Linked DNA regions of Sus scrofa: region 2 is linked to region 1. The links are chromatin contacts, called in public HiChIP or PLAC-seq maps. All regions are on one chromosome and are shown on one strand. The core of a region is the stretch at or near the end of the contact, and the rest is flanking DNA. Distances in the headings are between cores, read along the strand shown. Region 1 holds the start of MGA (MAX gene-associated protein). Region 2 holds the start of TYRO3 (tyrosine-protein kinase receptor TYRO3).

Region 1 (6,389 bases), core at 2,675-5,174:
TGGTTCCTAGTCGGATTCGTTAACCACTGGGCCACGATGGGAACTCCTAGTGTAGACATTTGAACAGCCATGTGGTACCTGTCTTTTTTACATTCTTTACATTTTTACATTCTTTTTTAGTATTATTTTCCATCATGGTCTGTCCCAGAAGATTGGATGTAGTTCCCTGTGTTGTACAGTAGGACCTTATTGTCTGTGCATTCTAAATGTAATAGTTTGCATTTATTAACCCCAAACTCCCAGTCTATCCCACTCCCTCCCGCTTCCTTCTTGGCAACCACAAGTCTGTTCTCTATGTCTGTGATTCTGTTTCTGTTTTGTAGATAGGTCATTTGTGCCATATTTTATATTCCACATACAGTGATATCATATGGTATTTGTCCTTCTTTCTCTCTCTCTCTTTTTTTTTTTTTGGTCTTTAGGGCCACACCTGTGGCATATGGAAGTTCCCAGGCTAGGGGTTGAATTGGAGCTACAGCTGCTGGCCTACACCAAGCAAGGATCTGAGCCACATCTGTGACTTACACCACAGCTCACAGCAATGCTGGATCCTTAACCCACTGAGTAAGGCCAGGGATGGAACCTCGTCCTCATGGATACTAGTCGGGTTTGTTAACTGCTGAATCACAACAGGAACTCCTCCTTCTCTTTCTGATTTCACTTAGTATGATAATCTCTTGTCACATTCATTTTGCTGTGAATGACATTCTTTCATTCTTTTTTATGCCTGACTAGTATTCCATTGTATATATGTATCACATCTTTTTAGTCCATTCATCTTTTGATGGACATGTAGGTTGTTTTCACATCTTGGCTATTGTGAATTGTGCTGCAGTGAACATACGGGTGCCTATATCTTTTTGAATTATAGTTTTGTCCAGGTATATGCCCAGGAGTGGGATTGCTAGATCATTATGTATTTAGCTTTCTAAAGAATCACCATACTATTTTCCATAGTGGTTGTACCAATTTACTTTCCCACTAGCAGTGGAGGAGGGTTCCCTTTTCTCTGAACCCTCTCCAGCATTTGTTATTTGTAGACTTATTAATGATGGTGATTCTTACCAGTGTAAGTTACCTCATCGTAGCTTTGATTTGCATTTCTCTAATAATTAATGATGTTGAGCATTGTTTCATGTGCCTACTGGCCATTTTCCATGGAGCTGCCTGTCTTCTATCCTCAGCATATGCAGGGCACTCAAGTATTTGTTGAATAGGAAAAATGTACATGTAATTGAGATAGGGCTTTTGTGTTTATAGAGCAGTCTTGGATCAAAACTAAGGCCAGATTGTTTATATTACATGCATTTTCTGTTTTTACTCTTTTACAAAGAGTAAAATCTCTTTGAAAGTCCAACCAGGGAAATCCAAGGGAAATTTTTTTTTATCAGTTTGGATGAACAAGGTGAGCTCTGATAATTGGAATGAGAGAATTCCAAAAGAAAAAGTGAAACTTATGAGGATCAAGTCTAGCAGTTAGGCAGCTTGGCATTTTAAAAACTTGGCTTATATAAGGATGCCTTTTAAAGGAAGAAGTTCTTTTATATATATCCAAGAATATATCCTAGGATCCTAGTCCGAGAAACCTTGCATTAAAGGTTGAATGCACAGAGGTTACTTGAAAAAGGAAACAAAAAAGTGGTTACTTGATACTAGCATTGTGTTAAGTCAGAAGTAGGCCAGGAGTTCCTACTGTGGTGCAATGGATTGGCAGTATCTCTGGAGTCCTGCGATATAGGTTCCATCCCTGGCTGTCACAGTGGGTTAAGGATTCAGCATTGCCTCAGCTCTGGTGTAGGTCACAACTGTGGCAGGGATCTTATCCCTGGCCTAGGAACTCCACATGCTGTGGGGTGGCTAAAAAAGAGAAAAAAGTACACCATTGAAATAGTGTGGCAGTATTATTATTTTTGGATTATCTGTATGAAAATAATATTTATAAGTTCTCAGATTCTTTTTTGTTGTTGTTTGTTTTTGGCTGTGCCCATGGCACACAAATTCCTGGGCCAGTGACTGAACCTGTGCCACAATGACAGTGCTGGATCCTTAACTGTTCAGATCTTTAACCAGTAAGCTACCAGGGACCTCCCAGTTTCGATTCTTGAGAGTATATCTCTAGATCTTTATAGATTAGGCAGACCCCATTTTGAAAAAATATGAGTAGTTTACCTTTTCCATCAGGAGATCCAGTGCTGACTCTTGAAAAAAAAATTTTTAGTAAGTACCTAGCATTTCATAATCTGTTTGCCTGGTGTGAGGAGAAACTAGGAAAAGAAAAACTCCATTCTCCCTCACCTTCAAGATGTCCTCACAGATTTCCCAACTGAGATATCATTTGCGTTAAACTATCCTTTTTGGGATGCAACTACGACCAGCCATGGTTGTTAACCAGTTGTCATTTACCTTATGATCAGATGCTTTAATGGTAAGTCAGACTTTATTTCTGCTTCAGAAAATGGAAATTTTGTATGAGGAAACCTTAGACCTTTGAGAGAATAGCATTCTTGAATAAGTGGGAGATTCTGATAAGGCAGCTTCCAGGAAAGAGGTTCTTGGGGTCAGGGAAGAGGAGGAAGGTGTCAAAGAAACTGTTACTTTTCAGTTTTGCCTGGAACTTAGGTATTATTCATTTGTTGCACCAATGTTGTGGTTGACAGTGCCTGAATGGGGGTTTCAGAGCAACTTCAGAAGTCCGTCAACTTTAGCCTACATGTTTTCCATTCCATGCTAACTCCAGCACATTTTCACCTGGTGATGTGGCATATCCTCTCAGGAAGAAAAAGAAGACCATTCCTAATACGCCTGGAGTCCAGCTCAGATCATTCTGGGATAAGCCTCTTCTTATTGGCTCCTTTCTTGTAACCCCCTCATTCTCCTTCGCAGTATTTTGCATTAAGTCCACCTAGCAGGTTCTCAGTACTTGGCAGTTCTTCTAAGAGAGTGAAAGGAAATAGTTTGGAGACTTGGACCACAGTTTCTGCTCTTTTACTACCTACTTCTATTTTGCCTCTTTTCTCTCACTTTAAACAACTCTCCCTTTTTACTAGAGTGTTAGCACAGAAGAAAGAATGGCTGGTAAGGGGTGGGAAAGAAGAAGGATAATCTTTGATATTTCCTTGGGAGAAATACTGTTAACTTAGCAACTGTCTGACACTCAATATATACTTGTTAGATTTTTGTTTGCAACCCATAGCTTAAATATCTTGAACAAACAAAAATTGAAAACGCAGGATCAGGGCATTAAAGCTCAGATAATACTCTATCGTGCAAAATTCTCATATCCACGTTTTAACCTTCTATCAAGACATCTTTCGTCTTTTTATCAGGCAAGCTAGTAGCAACTCTTCTTCCCTTCCTACTGGGCATTGAGGTTTTCAGACTCCTCCCTACTTTACTAGTGTTCTTTGGTTGTAGATGTTGCAAACTCTATCTCAGGGTCTTTTCTTCAACGATTCCCGAAGTCCTGGTGCTCTCTAAGCCCACAGCACTTTTGAGGAGGAGGAAGATCTCAGATTCATTTGACGGGCTCCTAAAGCCTTGGGGGCTGCGGAACCTCACTTGGGTGGGGCTGGGGCTGGGCGCGGCAGGGCGGGGCCGGCGAAAAGCCCAATTGAAAAGGTGGAAGGTTCAGTTGAGAAAGCCCCGCGGGCAAAGGTTTCACAGTTTTCACGAAGGCTTCGTGCGCGACGCTGAGGGAATTGGGGTGCCTCCCTCCTGCCTCGCCACTCTTGATTCTGGAAGCTTCAGTAGGCTTTTCTTGGTTGTTGACTCCCGGAAAGGCAGCGGCTTCAGCTCCAGGGGCGGGTCCCAAGGGTCTTGTCGCAGCTCCGGGGCCGTTTGGCCTCCTGGTGTTGGGGGAGGGGCGAGGGTGGTGCTGCTCGCGCCTCCTTTTGCGCTTGCGCGGCGGGCTCCGAGCGGGTAGGAGCGCGTGCGCGATGACGTGGACGTCCGGTGCGCGCGCAGACTCTTCAGCTGGAGCGGACACACGGTGTGCGAACCGAACAGAATAACCCGCCCCCAGCGGGATGTGAAGGACTCCGGGTGAGGCCGGCCACGCCCCGCACGGTAACTCTCGGGCCTGGGTGGAGGGCGTCTCCTTAGTACTGGCCCAATTGGAGTTTTCCAAGAGTTTGAAGCTCTTGAGTGTTTTTACGGCGTGAGAAGCGGTCAGCTGAGCGATCTTCGCACGCCGCGGCCAGGCCCGGCCTTGCGCGGGGCTGCCTTTGGCGCGCGCCTATGGTCCTCTGAGCGAGGCTGCGCATGTCACCTCGCGCGCGTCCCCGGCCTCACTTCCGCGTAGCGCAGCGAACTAGCTGGGAACATCGACGCCAGCAAGAGCGGCCACGAGGCGGGCGGGGTGAGAAGCGCCCATGGCGCGGCCCTGCCCTCGCGTGCGTGGGGTGCTGCACCGCATGGTACGATCCGCGTGACGCCTTCCAGCCCCGCGCCGGGCTGTAGTTCGAGAGCTGTGCTTCTGTGCTTTACCTTTGAGAGCTCAGGTCTTGGGGTTCCTAAACTCCGAGGGAATCGGTGCTGACCTCGCTTTTCTAAGGAGCTGTGTGCTTCGTTTTGACACCTGTACAAAACCCCTCATTTAGTATGTAATTTTGGGGCAAGTTGTTTGAGGCGAGATCGCGAGTTTAATAAAGAAGGAGGGCAAGGAAGTGAGCTGTAAAGGAGAGGGAACTTGGTAAACAAAGGGCTGGTGGTTCTTAAGTGCAGAAATGAGGGCGGGGAAAACAGGTGGGGAGAGCAGGTGTTATTTTCTTTAAACCTCTGTGGGGCAGCCTTTGGCTGGTTCTGTGTGGCTTCCTGCTTCTGTTAAATTATCAAGTAGGAGTCCTCTTTCAGTGGTAGATGGGTCTGGGACATAAATCTCTTGGAAGCATCAGTAACCAAAGTTGAGGAATCTGTGTCCGAAGAGTGTGGAGAAGTTAGGGATTAGTTCAAACTGGGTTGATAATGGGAAGTGATAGTGTCTTGCTCTGAAGGTTTTTACTTTATCTTCGGAACTCTGGAGATGCCTCCTTTTGGCGAGGGTATTAGCGGGGAGCGTGCTGGAGGTCTGAAAAGGGCGGGGGGAGCGGTTACTGATGGCAGCGTAAATAACCAAAAGTACTCTCCTTCTGAGGGAAGACCACTCTCCCAGGGTTCGCGTCGCCAAGGCAGACACGTGGATCAAAAGAACTCTCGAGCCCACCCGTGCGCTGCCTGTGTATGTTGTAAAGTTCCTCGGGCTTTTGCAGCAGAGTCGCTGACAAACACTGCCTGCTCTGCTTCTTTGGGCACGACGCCGCGGCTAGGCTGCAGAGAAACTGCCTGAAGGTGGCGTGGCGGCTCCTGGGAAAGGGGGCAGGCCTGAGAGGGCCGGGTTGCTGGTTCTGTAGTCTCCACGGTAACAGAATGCGACTGGATCCTGCCGAGCGATCCGCGGGTTCCGGCCGGCGGCACGTGATCTGTCGGGACTGCTCTTCCCCGGAAGAGCTTTCCTTGCGGCATTTTTTCACGTGGTTTTTGGCTAGCTGGCCTCTGCAGTTGAAAAGCGGTAATGTGGGCCCCAATAGTCGAGGACGACTGTTCTTCTCCGTGACTGGTCGGAGGCTTTTTCACTCCAAGGGTAGGAAGTGAGCGCTAGTGCTTTTTGCTGCCATAGGGTTATGTCTCCAGCTGTTGTACGAGGTGAGTGGGTTGGGTGTACTATGCAGAAAACACATGGCTGGGATTTGAGGAAATTCCTAGGTTACCTTGCCATACTTGGTCCAAGGCAGAGTGGCTTATTGATTGCTGTCCATTTCTGCCATAAAAAGTTAGTTATTCACATTCTCCATATACAACTCTTAGGGACCTGAGAGCTTGCTCGAGTTGCAGTTAAGGGATCATTCCCAGGAGTAGTATTTGGGGAGAGAAAGGAGTGGAGGGTGTATCATCTTAGGTAGGTGCAACTCTGTGCCTTAAAACCTAAAGCATTTCGGGTAACATTTTGAAATCTACCTTTCAAATTTGGAGTTGTGGTGATGATAAAGTTTCCAGGGTATAGTCTGGTCCAAAGTAAGTGCTTCCTAATAAAACAGCAAATACCATTTAATTATTAACTTAATTTAATGACTATTAAAAACCAATATTTGGCTATTTTTACTGTCTTTTTATCATTTACTAGCATATTTTCTGATTATTTTAATATCCAGACTATACTTTTTAAAAGATTTTTCAAATTTCTGGGCCAGTTGTATATTGGTGAGTACTGAAATTCGACTGAACCTATTTCACAAAAGTTTCAGAAATGTAATTTAACCATGCTATTGTAGTGAAATTATATTAAGGAACAAACTGACATTTTTGTGCCTACCATACAGCTGTGCATTTGTTATGTGAAAAGTTATGGTTATTTT
Region 2 (6,313 bases), core at 3,711-6,210, 130 kb before region 1:
TATGTGACCATCTGGATATATATATGGATGAGCTTTTTTAAGTCTGTTACAGATACACAGTGTAATATTTGCAGCTGAAATTAATTATATGACTAAGATTTGCTTTCAAAAACTCTAGCAAAAGAACAAAAAAAATGGGATAATAAAACACATTTGGCTAAGATAATCACTGAAGCAGAGTGATGGGTACATTGGGGATTCATTATGCTATTCTCTCTTCTTGTGTGTACGTTTAAAGTATTCCATAATAAAAAAAAGTGGGTTTTTTTTTTTAATAAAGCCATAAAAGCCTCAGTTGCCATGTTGCTATTAAAGCAGGTCCAGTGCCAGGGCCAGCTCATCAGGATGGGGCTGAAGAACGGGTGCTGTGGAACTTAAGGAAAAATAGTTGACATAAAACAAGACACAGAGACATTTATCTTAAGTAAAGGTGGGAGCCGGGGGACTCAAGGTCTCAGGGACCAAGAGAGCCAAGGACTCAAGAATCCACACTGCTTTTATTGTGCTCTTTAGATGAGATCAAGTGAGGAGTGGCTATGGGTGGAGGATACAGGGTTTGTTTACTATTATATAAGTTCTTTTACTATTTAAAGGCCACTTAGGTGGGAAAGGGTTAAGCTCTTACTCTGACCTCTAGGCACATAACAGTACTTAAACTTAAGTCACTTATGCCTTTAAGTCTTTGCTCTTAAGCTTAAGTCATTTACCAGTACTGCAACTGTTTTTCAAAGCAGGAAGATGGGATAAAGTAAGACAAGAAGATGGGATAAAGTAAAGAAGGACAAGATGGAGTTTTCAAGGAAACATGTCTTGCGACAGTCCAGGAGTTCCTGTCATGGCTCAGTGGTTAACGAATCCGACTAGGAACCATGAGGTTGCAGGTTCAATCCCTGGCCTTGCTCAGTGGGTTAAGGATCTGGCATTGCCGTGAGTTGTGGTGTAGGTTGCAGATGCGGCTGGGATCTGGGGTTGCTGTGGCTCTGGTGTAGGCCGGTGGCTATAGCTCCGATTCGACCTCTAGCCTGGGAAACTCCATATGCCGCAGCAGCAGCAGCCCAAGAAATGGCAAAAAGAGAAACAAAACAAAACAAAACAAAACAAACCAGGTCCACGGAGTTCCTGTTGTGGCACAGCAGAAACTATTTGGACTAGTATCCACGAGGATGCAGGCTCAATCCCTGGCTTGCTCAGTGGGTCGGAGATCCAGCATTGCCATGAGTTGTGGTGTAGGTCAGCAGCTGAAGGTCCGATTCAACTCTTAGCCTGGGAACTTCCATACACTGTGGATGTGGCCCTTAAAAGCAAAATAAAATGAAATAAAACAGGTCTATAGGAGTTCCCTTGTGGCACAGTGGGTTAAGGATGCAACATTGTCAGTGAAGCAGCTCAGGTTACTGCTGTGCCTCAAGTTTGATCCCTGGCCCAGGAACTACCATGTGCCACAGGTGCAGGCCACCCCTTCCAACACACCAAAAAAACAGCAGGTCAAAGACAGAAATACAGGGGGAGTTCCCGTCATGGCTCAGTGGTTAATGAACCTGACTAGTATCCATGAGGACTCAGGTTCAATCCCTGGCCTCGCCCAGTCGGTTAAGGATCCAGCATTGCCTTGAGCTGTGGTGTAGGTAGCAGACGTGTCTCGGATCCTGTGTTGCTGTGGCTGTGGCGTAGGCTGGCAACTACAGCTCCAATTTGATCCCTAGCCTGGGAACCTCCATGTGCCTGTGGGTGCAGCCCTAAAAATACAAAGACAAAAGAAACAAAAAACAAAACAAAACAAAAAAAATAGAAGTACAGCCAGCCAGATACATGGCATTCACACACACTATCTCGCATATGAAACTTCCTTTCAGGGCCATCCCGAGGTGCAGTTTTGAAGAGGACAATTATTTTTCTCCTGCACATTTGGACCCATCTGCTGTTTGAGAAACCCCAACCTTACTGCTCTCTTCCTACTTTTTAAATCTGCTTTTGGAGAAAAACCTGATCATTTGAAAGTCCCTTTTTCAGAGTGTGGTCCCTTCTAGGAATTTACTTTCTGCTTCATCCTCAACTGGATAAGGAGTGGCATTGTTTCTGGTGTAGGAAGTTCAGGCAAGAAGTGTTTGGCAGGTACAACAACTGGCCCCAGTGCCCCTGACATCATATCTGTAAGGTAGTTTTCCCCTAACCCCAAAGCTGTGGACTCCCTGCCTTCTCTAAGGTGATGAGGAACACGGCCTGCAGCCTGCCCCATTCCTTACATGGAACTTCCCAACTCTTACCTCTTTAACCAGTAGCTGGGAAAGAATATAGTCTTGGTCACAGGGCCAGCAAGACTGCTGTGACCCCATGAATTACCTTGGTCCCCCACCACTCCCTGAGATGGGGACAGAAAGAGGAGTCCTAACTCTAAGAAAGCTGAAGCAAGCTATTTCCTAAGACTGCTAGAAGTTGCCATTGAGAAGTTCTGCTGCCATGGGCAGGTGGGTTTTCTTTCCTATTTTGTCTTTGTCTTCTCTCTTTTTCTTTTTTGGCTGCCCCTAGGCATGTGGAGTTTCCAGGCCAGCGATCAAATCCAAACAGCAGTTTTGACCTAAGATACAACTGGGGCAACTCCAGATCCTTAACCCGCTGTGCTGGGCCGGATATCGAATCTGAGTCCCAGTGCTCCCAGGATGCTGCCGATCCCATTGCACCACAGCAGGAACTCCTATCCTTGTCTTCTCTATATACCTGGCCTCCTAGGACAGTTGTGGATTATAAAAGGCAGAGATTGGGCAGATATGTATTTCACATGATGATGCCAAAGCCCAAGCTATCTCCACCCATAATAAGGGGCTGCTCTTGGCCCTTCCTCTCCCCTGGGAGAGATCATAGCTGGCTCTGGTTCTGTTCTGAGGACAGGAATTCCTGGGACAGCTGCTCATGCATTAGGTCAAATACATTTCCTGTAGATTTGATTAGTTTCCTTCCAAGCAATGCATTTACCAAAGGAAGGGAGATTTTTGCAGGCATGTATTTGCACAGGCAGCCAACCTCCTCCAGTCACACACACACACACACACACACACACACACACACACACACACACACACATATCTTCTCCCCATCCACCCACAAAGCGCCAGTCACATTTAGAGTTTGCACAAATGCACACCCTCCCTCATACATCACAATGCACACCCTCTCACCCACCTACACACCTCTTCCACAAAATCACACCTGCTCACATACCCTTAAAGTATATTCCCGGAGAGAGAGAAAGATGGGGGAGATGGGTAAGAAGAGTGGGTTGTGAGGGCTTGGGAAGGCAAGCACTCTATGTAGGAGCTGGAAAGTCAGAAGACCAGGAAGCCTCAGTTCTCCCTACCCTGCAAGTAGAAATGCTAAGAATTGAGATGCATTCAGTAGCAGGGATTGAGGAGGCAGGCAGTCAGGGCTCCAGGCCCCACATGGTCAGTGTGCTGCCCCAGGGTGACAGTGATGTGCCTCAGGCCTGCAGCTGAGGTAGGAAGTTTGTCAACTCTGTGAGTGGAGAATGCAGAGGTATCCATGACATGTGCCAGAAGCCCATTTTGCTTAATGGCAAAGGATGGTCCTTGGCCTGGGATTCTCATCAGAGTTCAGGAAATGATGAGGGGTGGGGCTGTGGAGATGAGGGAAGAAAAGGAAGTGAAAGGCAGGGGTTTGGGCTCTAGGTTCGACATCCTCTGGGAGAGGTCTTTTCAGTATCAGCCAGAGTCAACAGTTTCCTTTCCCTAGAAACTTGAAGTCCCCTCCAGAGAGGAGAGGTGGGGGGTGGGGGAGGACCTTGAGAAGTGTGGAGGGCTCAAGTGCAGGGCTGCAGCAGCCAAACTGCCGCAGTAGCTGGGGCCCCAGTGAATCTGGCTTCAGCCCCAGATTGTTGTCTGCCTGCCCTGATCCAACCAAGCCTAAGCTCAGAAGCTGTGGATTCTGGAACGGAGCAAGACTTTTCCTTTGGGAAAGAGTCCTGAAGCCAACCCACAGTGCCCAAGAAAATTGCTAAAGGAAGACACCCAGGCCCCGGCCATCCAGTTCTGACAGCCCTTCTCCCTGTGCTGCCACCAGGGGGCGCCCCCAGCTGGGTCCAAGGCTGCTGCCAGCACTGCTGTTGTTGTTATCATTAGTATAATTAATAAACAAGCACTGATGCTGGCCAAGAGGAGGAATAGGCAGGCCCTTGCTGCTCAGAAGGAGAATCCCTGGAAAGATCCAATGAGGCTGCAGAGAAATGGAAGTGTGGCGGTGGGGGATGCTGGGTGGCTTGTCTCTCCTCCCCACTCAAGACTTCTGGGAACAGCCTTCTGGAGTAGGCGCCAGGGGACCAGTAGAGGCAAGGGCAAGAGGAGGGGAACATTTGGTAGGCTGGATTTGGAACCAGTTCTGTATCTGCCTGACAGGATGTCTGTGGGCACAGCCACCCCCTTGATTACTCGCTGTGGGGCAGGCCAAGCTCTGAGGCAATTATTCATTCATTTAACAAGGCATCTGTCTGTTTACTTATGGAGTGCCTACTGTGTGCAAGGTGGACAACCAATAATAGCTAGTATTTTTCCTGGATATTGTGAGGGCATACCCAACTTTCACACCACATCCTGAGAGATGGAGGCTAGAAGCAGAGGAAGCAACTAGGAAGAATGAGCGCCCCAAAGAAACAGGCCACTGGGCTTTGACTTATGTACTGTAGCCGTGGGGATTGCAGATAAAACCTGAGAATTACCAAGATCTTGGAAAACTCAAGACGGAAGGCCCGAAGTCATGGAGATAAAGGGGTGGGAAATGGAGTATGCATAGGGGGAATATAGGTGAAAGGCTCATCAAAGAGGCATGAAAGTGTCCTAGTAGATCCAGTGGGGGGAGCACTGAGTCGCGACAATTTCAGGAGGCCCGATGGTTGGGAGTATTCAGGGGATTGAGGTACTTTCTGTCCTGAGAAGAGGATGCTGGGTTCTGGCATCAGAGTGTGGAGAAAAGTTGGGGTGCGCGGTAGAGGCTTCTAGCAAAATTTCGAAGGAAGGATCAGTGTGTTGGGTTTGAGAAGATGCTGGAGTGTATTTAGGGGAAGGAGGGGCGTGGCTGGGGTGCCCATCCAGAGGACCGAACCAGATCCTCGGATTCGGCATTGGGGTAGCTGGGCCAGGGGGTGCCAGCCGGGTCTGCGGAGGTCTGTGGGTGGAGGTCGGCTGGAGACCGTGCTGGCAGCCGCGGGTTTGGCGCTCGGAGCGAGCCGCCCGGGGCTCCGCGGGGGGGCGGTACGAGCTCGGGCTGCGGGCGGGCGGGCCGGGGAGGAGGCGGCGGCTCCGAGAACATGAATCAGCGGCGGCGGCGGCGGCGACGGCGGCGACGGCTGTGGAAGGAGCGCGGTGGCCCAGGAGCGGCCCCGGGGACCCTGTGCGGCTGACGGCCGCCGCGGCGACTCGCAGCGGGCGCGGGTCTCGGAGCGCGGCCCCAGCGCCGCCCCCCGCCCTCCCGCTGCCCTCCCCCACCTCGCCGCTCCTCCTCTCCTCCCTCCTCCCTCGTCGCTCGCGGGCCGGGCCCGGCATGGTGCGGCGTCGCCGCCGATGGCGCTGAGGCGGAGCATGGGGCGGTCGGGGCTCCTGCCGCTGCCGCTGCCGCCGCCGTCGCCGCCGCTGCTGCTGCTGCTGCTGCTGGCGGGTCTGGCCGCGCTGCTGCTCCCGGAGTCCGCGGCCGCAGGTAGGGGCTGGCTCGGGGGGACGGCGGAAAGCGGGGTCTGCGGAGGGGCGCGGCTGGGGTCGGAGCCCGGGGACAGCAGCCGGGCGAACCCCGGGCCTGGGCGGGCCGGAGATTTGGGCTGGGGGACCCAAGCTGGAAGGCCGAGGCTCGGGCACTGGGGGGAGGGGGCGCAGCCGGGTGTTCGCACCTGGATCTGTGGTCGGGGCCCCCGCCCCCAACTTTCTCGCGTCCGGGGCTCTTCTGTCGGGGTGGAAGGGAGAGGAGTAGGGCAGAGCGCTGAGTGGTCAGCGGGGGGTGTTTGGGACAGGATTTTCCCGCCTCGATGTTCCTAGTTGTTTGCTTTTCCCTCCCGGGACTGGGGACTCCATTCTGCCTGCCCCACACACGAAGGTCTCACTCTGAAGCCACAGGGGCTGGGGCTGAGCACCACAGGCACCCTTACATCATGTCGGTACAGGGGCTGTGAGATTACCTAGTCACAGAAAACACCTGGGCATACTCTAGTCCCTGTGCTCACTCCGAGCTTCCTGAAACCAAGCATGTTGGAGTGGCTGCACTGGTCTTTGCTTAGCCTTGCTTCCCACATAGCCACTGAGGCATTTGCCAGTGGCAGGAA

Evidence for each region. HiChIP or PLAC-seq counts read pairs in DNA pulled down with a chosen protein or histone mark.
Region 2: an H3K27ac HiChIP or PLAC-seq map of alveolar macrophages shows a contact between it and region 1. The contact joins the promoter of TYRO3 here to the promoter of MGA in region 1. A contact is called at or near these places in 3 of 5 promoter capture datasets (fetal liver, fetal skeletal muscle and liver), 5 of 47 Hi-C or Micro-C datasets (embryonic fibroblasts, fetal heart ventricle, heart right ventricle and 2 more) and 2 of 2 datasets of contacts at active chromatin or transcription factors (alveolar macrophages and skeletal muscle).

What each region holds. Positions count from the first base shown.
Region 1 is chr1:129,694,969-129,701,357 of Sscrofa11.1, reverse strand. It overlaps MGA (MAX gene-associated protein), which reads left to right and starts at 3,924. Exons shown (of 25, transcript XM_021097378.1): 1 at 3,924-4,065. It also overlaps the pseudogene LOC110259510.
Region 2 is chr1:129,828,042-129,834,354 of Sscrofa11.1, reverse strand. It overlaps TYRO3 (tyrosine-protein kinase receptor TYRO3), which reads left to right and starts at 4,960. Exons shown (of 19, transcript XM_021097401.1): 1 at 4,960-4,982.